3 separate regions of the Sus scrofa genome follow, and all the other regions are linked to region 2. Evidence: chromatin contacts called from public Hi-C data. All regions are on one chromosome and are shown on one strand. Each heading gives the region's core, a stretch centred on a gene start, on an enhancer-like site or on the middle of the called end of the contact. The rest is flanking DNA. Distances are from core to core; before and after follow the strand shown.

The links. A called contact is a pair of places that touch in the nucleus more often than the background predicts.
Region 1: a contact with region 2 is called in a Hi-C map of liver, with 1.8 times the contacts expected there. The contact joins the enhancer-like site here to the promoter of RIPOR1 in region 2. A contact is called at or near these places in 1 of 5 promoter capture datasets (liver), 18 of 47 Hi-C or Micro-C datasets (adipose tissue, alveolar macrophages, embryonic fibroblasts and 10 more) and 2 of 2 datasets of contacts at active chromatin or transcription factors (alveolar macrophages and skeletal muscle).
Region 3: a Hi-C map of skeletal muscle shows a contact between it and region 2, with 4 times the contacts expected there. The contact joins the promoter of ACD here to the promoter of RIPOR1 in region 2. A contact is called at or near these places in 2 of 5 promoter capture datasets (fetal liver and liver), 19 of 47 Hi-C or Micro-C datasets (adipose tissue, embryonic fibroblasts, fibroblasts and 8 more) and 2 of 2 datasets of contacts at active chromatin or transcription factors (alveolar macrophages and skeletal muscle).

Annotation. Positions count from the first base shown.
Region 1 is chr6:28,253,992-28,256,932 of Sscrofa11.1, forward strand. All of the region lies in intron 8 of CTCF (CCCTC-binding factor (zinc finger protein)), which reads left to right. Among named protein-coding and RNA genes, the nearest start is that of CARMIL2, 9.7 kb to the right of the region's middle. Within about 2 kb of position 1,295, at least 1 of the 83 cell types and tissues checked has an H3K27ac peak or open chromatin away from gene starts, as enhancers often do. A contact at or near this core is called in liver, where this site is marked.
Region 2 is chr6:28,155,220-28,158,199 of Sscrofa11.1, forward strand. It overlaps RIPOR1 (protein FAM65A), which reads left to right and starts at 1,289. Exons shown (of 22, transcript XM_021094059.1): 1 at 1,289-1,587.
Region 3 is chr6:28,278,515-28,281,736 of Sscrofa11.1, forward strand. ACD (adrenocortical dysplasia protein homolog) reads right to left here and starts at 1,895. Exons shown (of 12, transcript XM_021094094.1): 1 at 1,715-1,895; 2 at 1,497-1,633; 3 at 1,268-1,361; 4 at 1,113-1,189; 5 at 960-1,004; 6 at 795-829; 7 at 480-631; 8 at 320-401; 9 at 138-224. The coding sequence starts at 1,813. PARD6A (partitioning defective 6 homolog alpha) reads left to right here and starts at 1,988. Exons shown (of 3, transcript XM_021094099.1): 1 at 1,988-2,682; 2 at 3,070-3,222. The coding sequence starts at 2,620.

The DNA of each region.
Region 1 (2,941 bases), core at 45-2,544, 99 kb after region 2:
AACAACAAAAAGACAAAAGACAAAAAAAAATAATAATAATAATGTGTATACTTGGGCTACGGGCACCCAGTATGGCTTAAAAGGCTTAAAGATTTAAGCTTTTTGTGGAAAAGGATGTTGGGGGATTTTGTTTGGGAAAATGCACTTATGAGATACCTAATGCATTTCTAAGGAGTCATCATTTTGTCTTCTGCATCGCTCATTAGTAGCAATAGTGGGGAGGCAATGAAATTCCTGAAAACCGAATGTTAATATTAGAGAACTTCTGTCACCTAATTGGTTTTACTATAAAATTTTTTCATGAAAGCAGTATGTTTTTTATATGTAACTATAATAAGATCTCTTTTTTAATTTTTTGTTTATCTTAATAAAGCTTTCACTTTTCTGTTCAGAACTTTAACTTTTCCAAGGGGGAGTATTCTTCTAAGCATAAGAGCAATTTATTATTTTGTTGCCCTTTTTTTTCTTTTTTTTCTTTTAGTGAAAAATATGTTTTAAAATGTCTCTTTGCTTGATTTTTCTTTCTTTTTTTCTTTCTAGGGCCACATCTACAGCATATGAAAATTCCCAGGCTAGGGGTCGAATTGGAACTTATAGCTGCCATCCTACACCACAGCGATGCGAAATCCGAGGCTCATCTTTGACCTGTACCACAGCTCACAGCATCGCTGGGTCCTTAAGCCACTGAGCAGGGCCAGGGATTGAACTCACATCCTCATGACTATTAGTTTGTAACCTGCTGAGCCACAGTGGGAACTCCCTAATTAATTTCTATAAAAGCACATCACTCTCTACTGAGAATCTTTGTGGGAAACCTTTGCTTGGCTAAGAAACTGAGTGGGCTAGTGGGAAGTGCCAAGGAGTGTCAAAGAGCCTCAAGTACCAGCAGAGACCCACAGATAGCCTTGAGCTTGAAGATACCTGTAGTTGCTCTGAGTTGCAGAGCCACCTGTTACCATAGATATTGTCCCATACTCTTCTTCTTCATGATACTGCCTTGTTCACTTGCTAATTGTACTTTACCCAAATACTCTCACCTTCAGAGTTTATTGATGGTTCCTAGTAGATTTCTACAGTTCTTCCTTTTGTTTTCTGCACTGCTGATTTGTAGAACACACTTTTTGTTCTGGGCCTCTTACTTAGTAGTTCTTTATTTCAGAAAGTCTAGAATTTCCATCTCACTACTGACAAAGGTCATACAGTGATGTTTGCTCCCTTCCAAAAGTTCTTCTATCTGTTGGCCATCAGCAGAAATTGACCAGCAGATTCTACTGCTACTCTCAAGCCTTTTTGCCAAAATCTGTCCAAGCCAGTAAGCCTTTGACCCTATTAACCTCCTGTGGGTGCTTTTTGCCCCAGTTCTGACTGAATTTGTTTAGTTTTCTAGGCATTGGGCCAGCTTAGGCAATGGGGGCTTGAATAAGTTCAGCAGGAAAGCATGTCATTCTTGACACACTGCCACATGCCAGTACATTCCCCCCATTTCTACTTAGACTTTCAGCCACGTGATAAATAAGGCATGTTGTCCTGAAGATCAGGCGTTTATCCACAGATTCTAAATTTAAACATTTGGCACCAGAGAAAGAAAACGTGCTTGTAACCTGTGCTTCTTGGAGAAAGGCAAGCAGGGTGCATTTTGTGCCATGGTGATGGGGGAGGAGTAACAAGAGCTCTTTGGCTGCATACAGGTGTGGGCAGCAGAACAACTCCAAATTGCAATTTAGCTATGCCTTACAAATCACTTAGCTTCTCTGTTTCCATAAAATGAGAGGTATAGCTCTTATTTAATGAAGCCTAAGTGAAATAATGGAGAATTGTTAAACTCCATTTAACAATGTTAATAACAGCTATGATTATGTAGTAGAATGTAAGTAACAGCATAATTAGAGGCATTATCTCACTCCTTGTGATCCTCATATCACTAGTAAGTGGATTGGGAGTGCTTTAGAGATTACCCAAGGAAACTGAGGTTCAGTGTGGTCTTTGTCCCAGGTCAGTATTCTTTCTACTATAGTTCCCTCTCCTTTTATGTGATGTTGGCATTGGAGAAAAGGTAAGGGAGCTAAGAATGACGATTTGGGTCTGATACAGCTGGGAATTAAATCCCAAAAGTTGGCCTTATGCTGATCCTAGTTGATAGGACATCACAAGTGCTTTAAGAACTTCATACAGGAGTTCCTCTTGTGGCGCAGTGGTTAACAAATCCAACTAGGAACCGAGAGGTTGCGGGTTTGATCCCTAGCCTTGCTCAGTGGGTTAAGGATCTGGCGTTGCTGTGAGCTGTGGTGTAGGTCGAAGATGCAGCTCGGATCTGGTGTTGCTGTGACTCTGGCATGGGTCAGCAGCTATAGCTCCAATTAGACCCCTAACCTGGGAACCTCCATATGCCACGGGAGCAGCCCTAGAAAAAGCAAGAAAGTCACACACACAAAAAAGAACTTTGTACAAATGCATACCTTTCACCAGTCTCAAGGGGTCTGTCTCAGGCTTAGTGTCCTGCTTTATCCTTGTATCATAGGAGGAAAGAACATTTTGTTTCATTTTCAAATTAAAATACTTTGTGGAATGTATACATATATGTATAACTGGGTCACCATGCTGTACAGTAGAAAAAAATATATAAATAAATAAAAAAACCCACTTTGTGGGAGGAGGGAGTGGGATGGACTAGGAGTTTGAGTTTAGTAGATGCAAACTGTTACATTTATTTTTTTAATTTAATTTTATTTATTTATTTATTTATTTATTTAGGGCCACACAGTGTATGGCGGTTACCAGGCTAGGGGTCCAGTTGGAGTATAACTGCTGGCCACAACATCAGATCCGAGCAGCCTCTTCGACCTACACCACAGTTCACAGCAACACTGGATCCTTAACCCACTGAGTGAGGCTAGGGATCGAACCTGATACCTCATGGTTCCTAGTCAGATTTGTTTCTGCC
Region 2 (2,980 bases), core at 39-2,538:
CTTAAGATGAGCCCCTGGGGATTCAAGAGCCCTAGTTTAAGGAGGACTGCCTGTGTTGAGGGGAGAACCAGCAGTTCCACCACCTCTCATGATACAACAAAGCTGGGGTTTTAGATTTTAATAAGCCAGGGCCAAGAGATGGGGATGAAAGATGATGTCACCTGCTCCTTTCGCATTTCCTACAAGAAAGAAATTCATGCAGAGAAGAGACTCCTGGCTCAATAAATGAGTCACTGCTTTATAAGCCAAGAGAGATGGAAAGCAGATTCCAGGAAACAAGCCAGTAGGAAGCCTAGAGAAAGTGCTCAGCTTTAGTGTGAAACTGTCAAGCTTTTCTGCTCTTGTGGAAATTCAAGGAGAAAAAACAACACTGAGAAAGACTAGAGAAATAGCAAGGAGCCAGACAGAGCTCAAGTGAGGGCCTGTGCATTTGGGCAAATTGGAATGAATGATGGAGATGGCACCAACCAACCCACTCCACAAATTATCCAGGCAGCTTCAGAAGAAGAAATATCCCAGTGTTCCAAGGCCTGCAGTCATTCCTAATGCAACAGATATTTATCATCAAGTTCCCATGCTGGGCACTGGCTGTGGAGTACTTAGGGCCCTGTTCCTACAGAGCTCACAGCCATTGAGCAAGTCATCACATTTGTGCCAAATGACAAGAAGATTCAGGGATGTGAGCCACTGTGAGGATGCTAGAAGGCTTCTTGACATCTAGGGCAGACACATTAACCATCAGGCTAAATTTCAGGCAGAGGCCTGGATCAGATGAGCGGGGCTGCTTGGAAGAAATGAATGGAGCTCAGTTTGGGAAACAGAAGCACAAGAAAAGACGGGATGGGTCCTTTCTCTTCCCCTATGTGGGGTTATTTGTTTGCTTAGCAAATTCTGGGGAGGTGCATCTCCTAAGTGCCAGGCAGCCGATTTAGCACTTCATGTTTATTTACAGAGCAGTTCAATTCAGCAGTATTTACCGAGCTCACTGAGCAGCTGGGCCCAGCCATGGAGCAGGCAGGGGGCACAGCAAGAGCGAACTTTCAATGGTGGGACCCTACGAAGAAGTCTCAGGAGTCCCTTGTTGGCCGAAGTAGGGTGAGAGAGCTGAGGCCTGAGGGAATACCAAGCTGATCTTCAGACTCCAGCCCGGTGGGGAGCAAGAAGAGTCCTGGAAAGATCCCTGCCCTGAGAAGCCAAAGCCAGGCGGGGGAGGTCCCACCTCAGCACATTCTCTTCTGAGTGACACTGGAGATAATTAACCCAGGGACCTAACAGCTGCCACCATTGCCCTTTAGGAATTTGGGCCCTCCCGGTCTGACATCCAGGCCACACTCCCACTGCTCAACTCTGTGGGAGAAAGGACTCTCATTAAACCCTTTCATCAGATGGGTGGGCCTGGAGCCCCCTGCATGCTGGTCTGCTTCCTGGGACAGCCTTTGCCAGCTCCCTGGGCCTAGGCTGATGGCTACCTTCTCCCTAGGCTGAGAGCCTAGCAACTCTCTTCTGGTCCAAGTCCTTCTGGCCTTCAAGGATCATGACTCAACTTGCAACAGCATCCAGGGGAGCAAGGAAGCCCTGGAAGAGAAGGTAAGAGTCTTGGTTCCCATCCCAGCCTGGCTACCTGTTCACTGGCCTCAGGCATGGTCTTTCTCTATGCAACTTGATGACTTTTGAGATCTCTGACCCCTGGGTATGGGAATCAGGCACAGTGTCAAGTGACTTGACTTCAATCTGGCCTTGGTATGTGGAGCCCTGGGGAGGAGCAGGTGGCCCTTTCTGGAGGGGCACCAGACAAGGGCTGTGATGGGAGAAGCACTTTTGAAAGTGAAGAAGAGGTTACTGATCTGGCCTGGGGTCCAGGGAAGGTATCCCAGAGAATAAACCGGGATAGGCACAAGTTAGCCAAGTGAAGGAAAGAGGATAAAGATGCATAGAACAGCCTGTGCAAAGACATGGGGGTGTGGGAAGGCAGGGTGTATTCAGGGAACCAAAAAATTCAATCTGGCTGGAGCTAGGATCTCATGGGGAGGAAATGGCCAGAGATGAAGGGCCAGCAGGGAAGTGAGAGGGGACAGGGTCTGATATGCATAAGAGATCCAGCCGCCCTGTGGAGAATGGATCTAGCCAGGCGAAACCAAGAATAGACACTAAGAGGCCAGCAAGGAGGTGCAGATGGTGCCCTGGCCAAGGGTAGGGCAGCAGGGGCGGGGAGGACAGGAAAGATTGATGAGCAATGAGGTGTCAGCGGAAAAGCCACCAAGACTAACATAAGAACCCGGGAGGGAGAGCAGTTCTGAGGAGAAGAGAGGGGGTCGACTTTATACAGTGCATTTGGGGTGCCCAAGAGTCATCTTAAGGGGGAAGACAGCACAAGAGATGGGGGGTCAAGATTCAAGGCATCACTGTGGAAACAGAAATGAGGCCCTGGAAGTTGTCAGGATGGCTTGGAGAAAAGTATCAAGGGTGAAAGGGGCCCAGCACCCTGAGGAGCCACCAAGGGATGTGAAGAGGTACAGCCAGAGAAGCAGCTAGAAATCCAAGAGGAGCCACCAGAGAAACCAGAGGGAGTTTCAGAGAGGAGGGGAATCATCTGTGTCCAACACATCCAGAACAGGGCAAAGGCTGAGAGGACTGAGAAGTGGAGGGTCAGGGAGCATTTACACAGAGGCTCCAGCTTCCCAGTGACCATGATCTGCAACCAGGTCTGAGTGTGAGGAAGGCCATTGCATAAGGCTGAACAGGTTGTGCACTGCACACTCCAGTGACTCTCCATTCATGATAAGTGGGCACTCCTTGGAGTTTGGCGGGGGTTTTTTGAGAAGCCTGTTGCTGCAGTGTGGAAACTTACCACACGGTGACGCCAAAGACCAGCACTCTACTTCTTGGGCTTGGATGGAGACGGGCAGGGGTCAGTTTGAAGATGGTAGCACCCTAGGTCATCATCATATGTGTGGAGAATATTGCCACATGCCTGGTGCCT
Region 3 (3,222 bases), core at 645-3,144, 120 kb after region 2:
TGACCTATGAGCTGAGGCAGGCCTGCAGGAACTGTGCTCACCCCCCACCCAGCTGTATACCCTTTCACAGCATCCTGTGCAGCCCTGTCACCTGATTGGTGGCTCACAGCGAAAGGAAGAGCTAAGCACCACCTTACCTGAGGAACAGGGTGAGGAAGGAGGAGAGGAGATCAGGGCCAGAGACAGGTCCTGCAGAGCTGGGTGTGGCGGGGGTAGCTCAGGGCCTGGGAGTCAGGGGAGGCTTATCAGCACTGTGGGCACTGGGCACAGGTACTCCGCTCTTGACCTCTCCAGTCCTGCTTACCCTGTGCCCTCTGACCTGGGCCCAGACAGCTCAGGATCCGCTGCTCATTCTCAGAGATGCGCAGCCACAGGCTGGGGATGGTGTACACAGCTTCTCCCTGTGGGATGTGAACTTTCAGTTTGGCCCTTGCCCAAGTCCCCACCCTGACACCTCCCAAGTGAAGCCCCAGACCGACCGTGGCCTTGCAGCGGGAGGCAGCCCAGCGGGTGAGGGGGGCTGCCGTGCAAGGGCCTGCCAGCATCAGACAGCTCTCAGCCAGTTGCACTAGTGCCCCACGATGCTCCTGGTCCTCCTCTACCTCATCCAGAAGTTGGGACAGTGAAATGCCTGGGGGCAGGGGACCAGGAGATGGGCTGAAACTCAAAGAGGAAGGGTAGGGTGGGAGATAAGAAGGAGGACTTATTAAGAAAGTAGGGTGTGTGTGTGTGTGTGATGACTGGAGAGATCACTCTACCAGGAGTTCGGGCAGCCCGCCAACCCCTATACATACCTGCACTGGGAGAGGTAGACTCTGAAAGGTGCTCCCTAGAGAAACACAGGAGACACCTGAGGCCTATCTGCACAAATCTGCCATCCCCTGACTGAGCAGGCTCAGTCAGAAAAGTGACCAAGCCCCGAATAAAAGCCGAACGGAAAAGCCCAACCCCAGACTCACTGCAAGCAGTCATAAAGCTTTTTCTGCACATCTGGATCCTGGTTGCTGGGAGAGGAGTGGTAGACAGTCAGTGTTACTAGGGGCCCAAGCCCTCACACCCCAAAAGCCAGGCCTGGGTGAGGAGAACAGGTGGAGGGTGGAGGCATCACTTACCAACCAATCACCTGTTCCCGGGGCTGCTCTGTGGGCAACAAGCTGAAGCGGTCCACCTGGAGGTAGAACTCTGCGGGCTGGAGTTCAGGGACAGGTCTCAGGAGTTGTTAGAAAGTCAGGCCCAGTAACCCACCCAGGCCAGGCTCACCACTCACCGCGCCTCCCTCGGCGACTTGGACGCGAACCCCGCAGTCCCGCAGCAGCAGCAGCCGACCTTCTGCCCCTTGAAAACCGAACTCCTTCTCCTCCCTGCGGCAGGGGACCCTCAGTGCCGAGCCTGCGTGAACACAGCCCAGCCCGCCTGGGGCCCGCCCACCTCCAGCTCAAACCTTGAGCTCTCCCGTTGGCCTCCACTATCTCCAAGCCCCGCGGAGCCCCTCTCACCAGTCCGAGGCGTTCAGGGCTTCTCGCGTCACCAGACATCGGATACTGTGGGTCCCATCGGACACAAGCAGCGCGGTGTCGACGTGAGACGTGTCGGAGGCGCGGGACGGGCCCGGGGTTTCGGCCTCCTGCAGTACCTGACCGCGGTGATAAAGCATCAAGCCCACCGCCCTGGGACCCCGCCCTCCGGGCCCTGAAAAAGGTAGCGGGGTTCTCACCTTGAGCAGCTGCCCCGCCCGCGGGCTTGAAAGTGCCTCTGACCCCAGAATTAGCTCTCGAATCCAGGGTCGCAGGACGAGGTTCCCCAAGCGGGCCATTCCCGCCGCGGCAGCCAGCGGATTACCTCTAGCCCGGATTTCCCGCTAGCGCCGCGGCCCCGCCTCTAGTCGGAAGAGGAAGTGCAGGAGCGCTGGGCGGAACCCGAAACCTAGGCCCTGCCCATGAGCATGCCCGCGCGTGCGCACATGCGCGTCCTAGTTGGGAGTTTGTGTGCACTCCCATTGAATCAAATGGCTGCTGACGTGCTTGCTCTTACTTGAGCAACTCTCCGAGCAACGGTCCGCGTTTGGGCCGTTCTTCAGAACTCCTGTGGCATTGAGCAGGAAGGCGCAAAGGCTGGCATGTATGGAGAGGGAGGAATCTAGGGCCTGAGGCTGCAGCCAAGGGTGGTCCGAGCGAGTTAGCTCGGAGTCACTTCAATGCCTGTGACCCCAAAGAACTCAGCAGATATTTATATTATGACCCAGTTCCCTCATCTACAACATACACAGCCTTGTAAGGCCAATGGAAATAACAGCGTACAGCGCTCAATAAATACCACTTCCCCAACTCTCCCCTCGGCTTGGCCAAGCCCCTCCCCCGAGGCTCCCGGGACTTGACGACCGTAACGTAGTGACGTAAGAGGACGTGAGACTCTCCACCCCTCCAGCTCCGTTTCCTAGGAAACGTGGACTCCGCGTTCCACTCTTCGTCGCTGCCCCCTTGACGTCACGGCCCGGATAGGAGGGCGGGGCGAGTGCTACCGCCAGGGGCGGGGCTGCGCGGGCCAGCCGGCCCCGCAGGCTGTGCACCTGCGCTTCGGCGGGCCGCCTAGGGCACCGTCCCTGGCCCTCCCGGTCCCACGATGGCCAGGCCGCAGAGGACTCCGGCACGCAGTCCTGACAGCATCGTCGAGGTGAAGAGCAAAGTAAGGACCCCTCCAGCCCCAGCTCTGGCTCCGGCCCTAGGCGCTTCCAACCCTCACTCTCCCCTCCCTGACTCCTTGGTCCCCACCACCTTTTTCTCTCCTCCATCCTCCACGTCCCATTCTCTGGTTTTCCTTTTCGCTTCCCCCCATCCCACCTCCTCCTTTCCACTGCCGGCTTCTAGAGTCCCTCTGGCCTGGGTACCTGGAGGGCGAGGAGAAGACCTTGGACAGCGTCCCTTGCACTGGAGCAGAGGTCTGGGTGCAAGTCTGCAGCTGTTGTGAAGCCCTGTCTTTCCCACCCCTACTACCCTCGGACCTGTGGTGAGAAAGGGCACGGACTCTGTCCTAACCCCTCCTCCTCCCCCGACCTCCTACCCCCGCCTCCAGTTTGATGCCGAGTTCCGACGCTTCGCGCTACCTCGCGCTTCGGTGAGCGGCTTCCAAGAGTTCTCTCGGTTGCTGCGTGCGGTACACCAGATCCCGGGCCTGGACGTGCTGCTTGGCTATACGGATGCTCACGGCGACCTACTGCCCCTCACC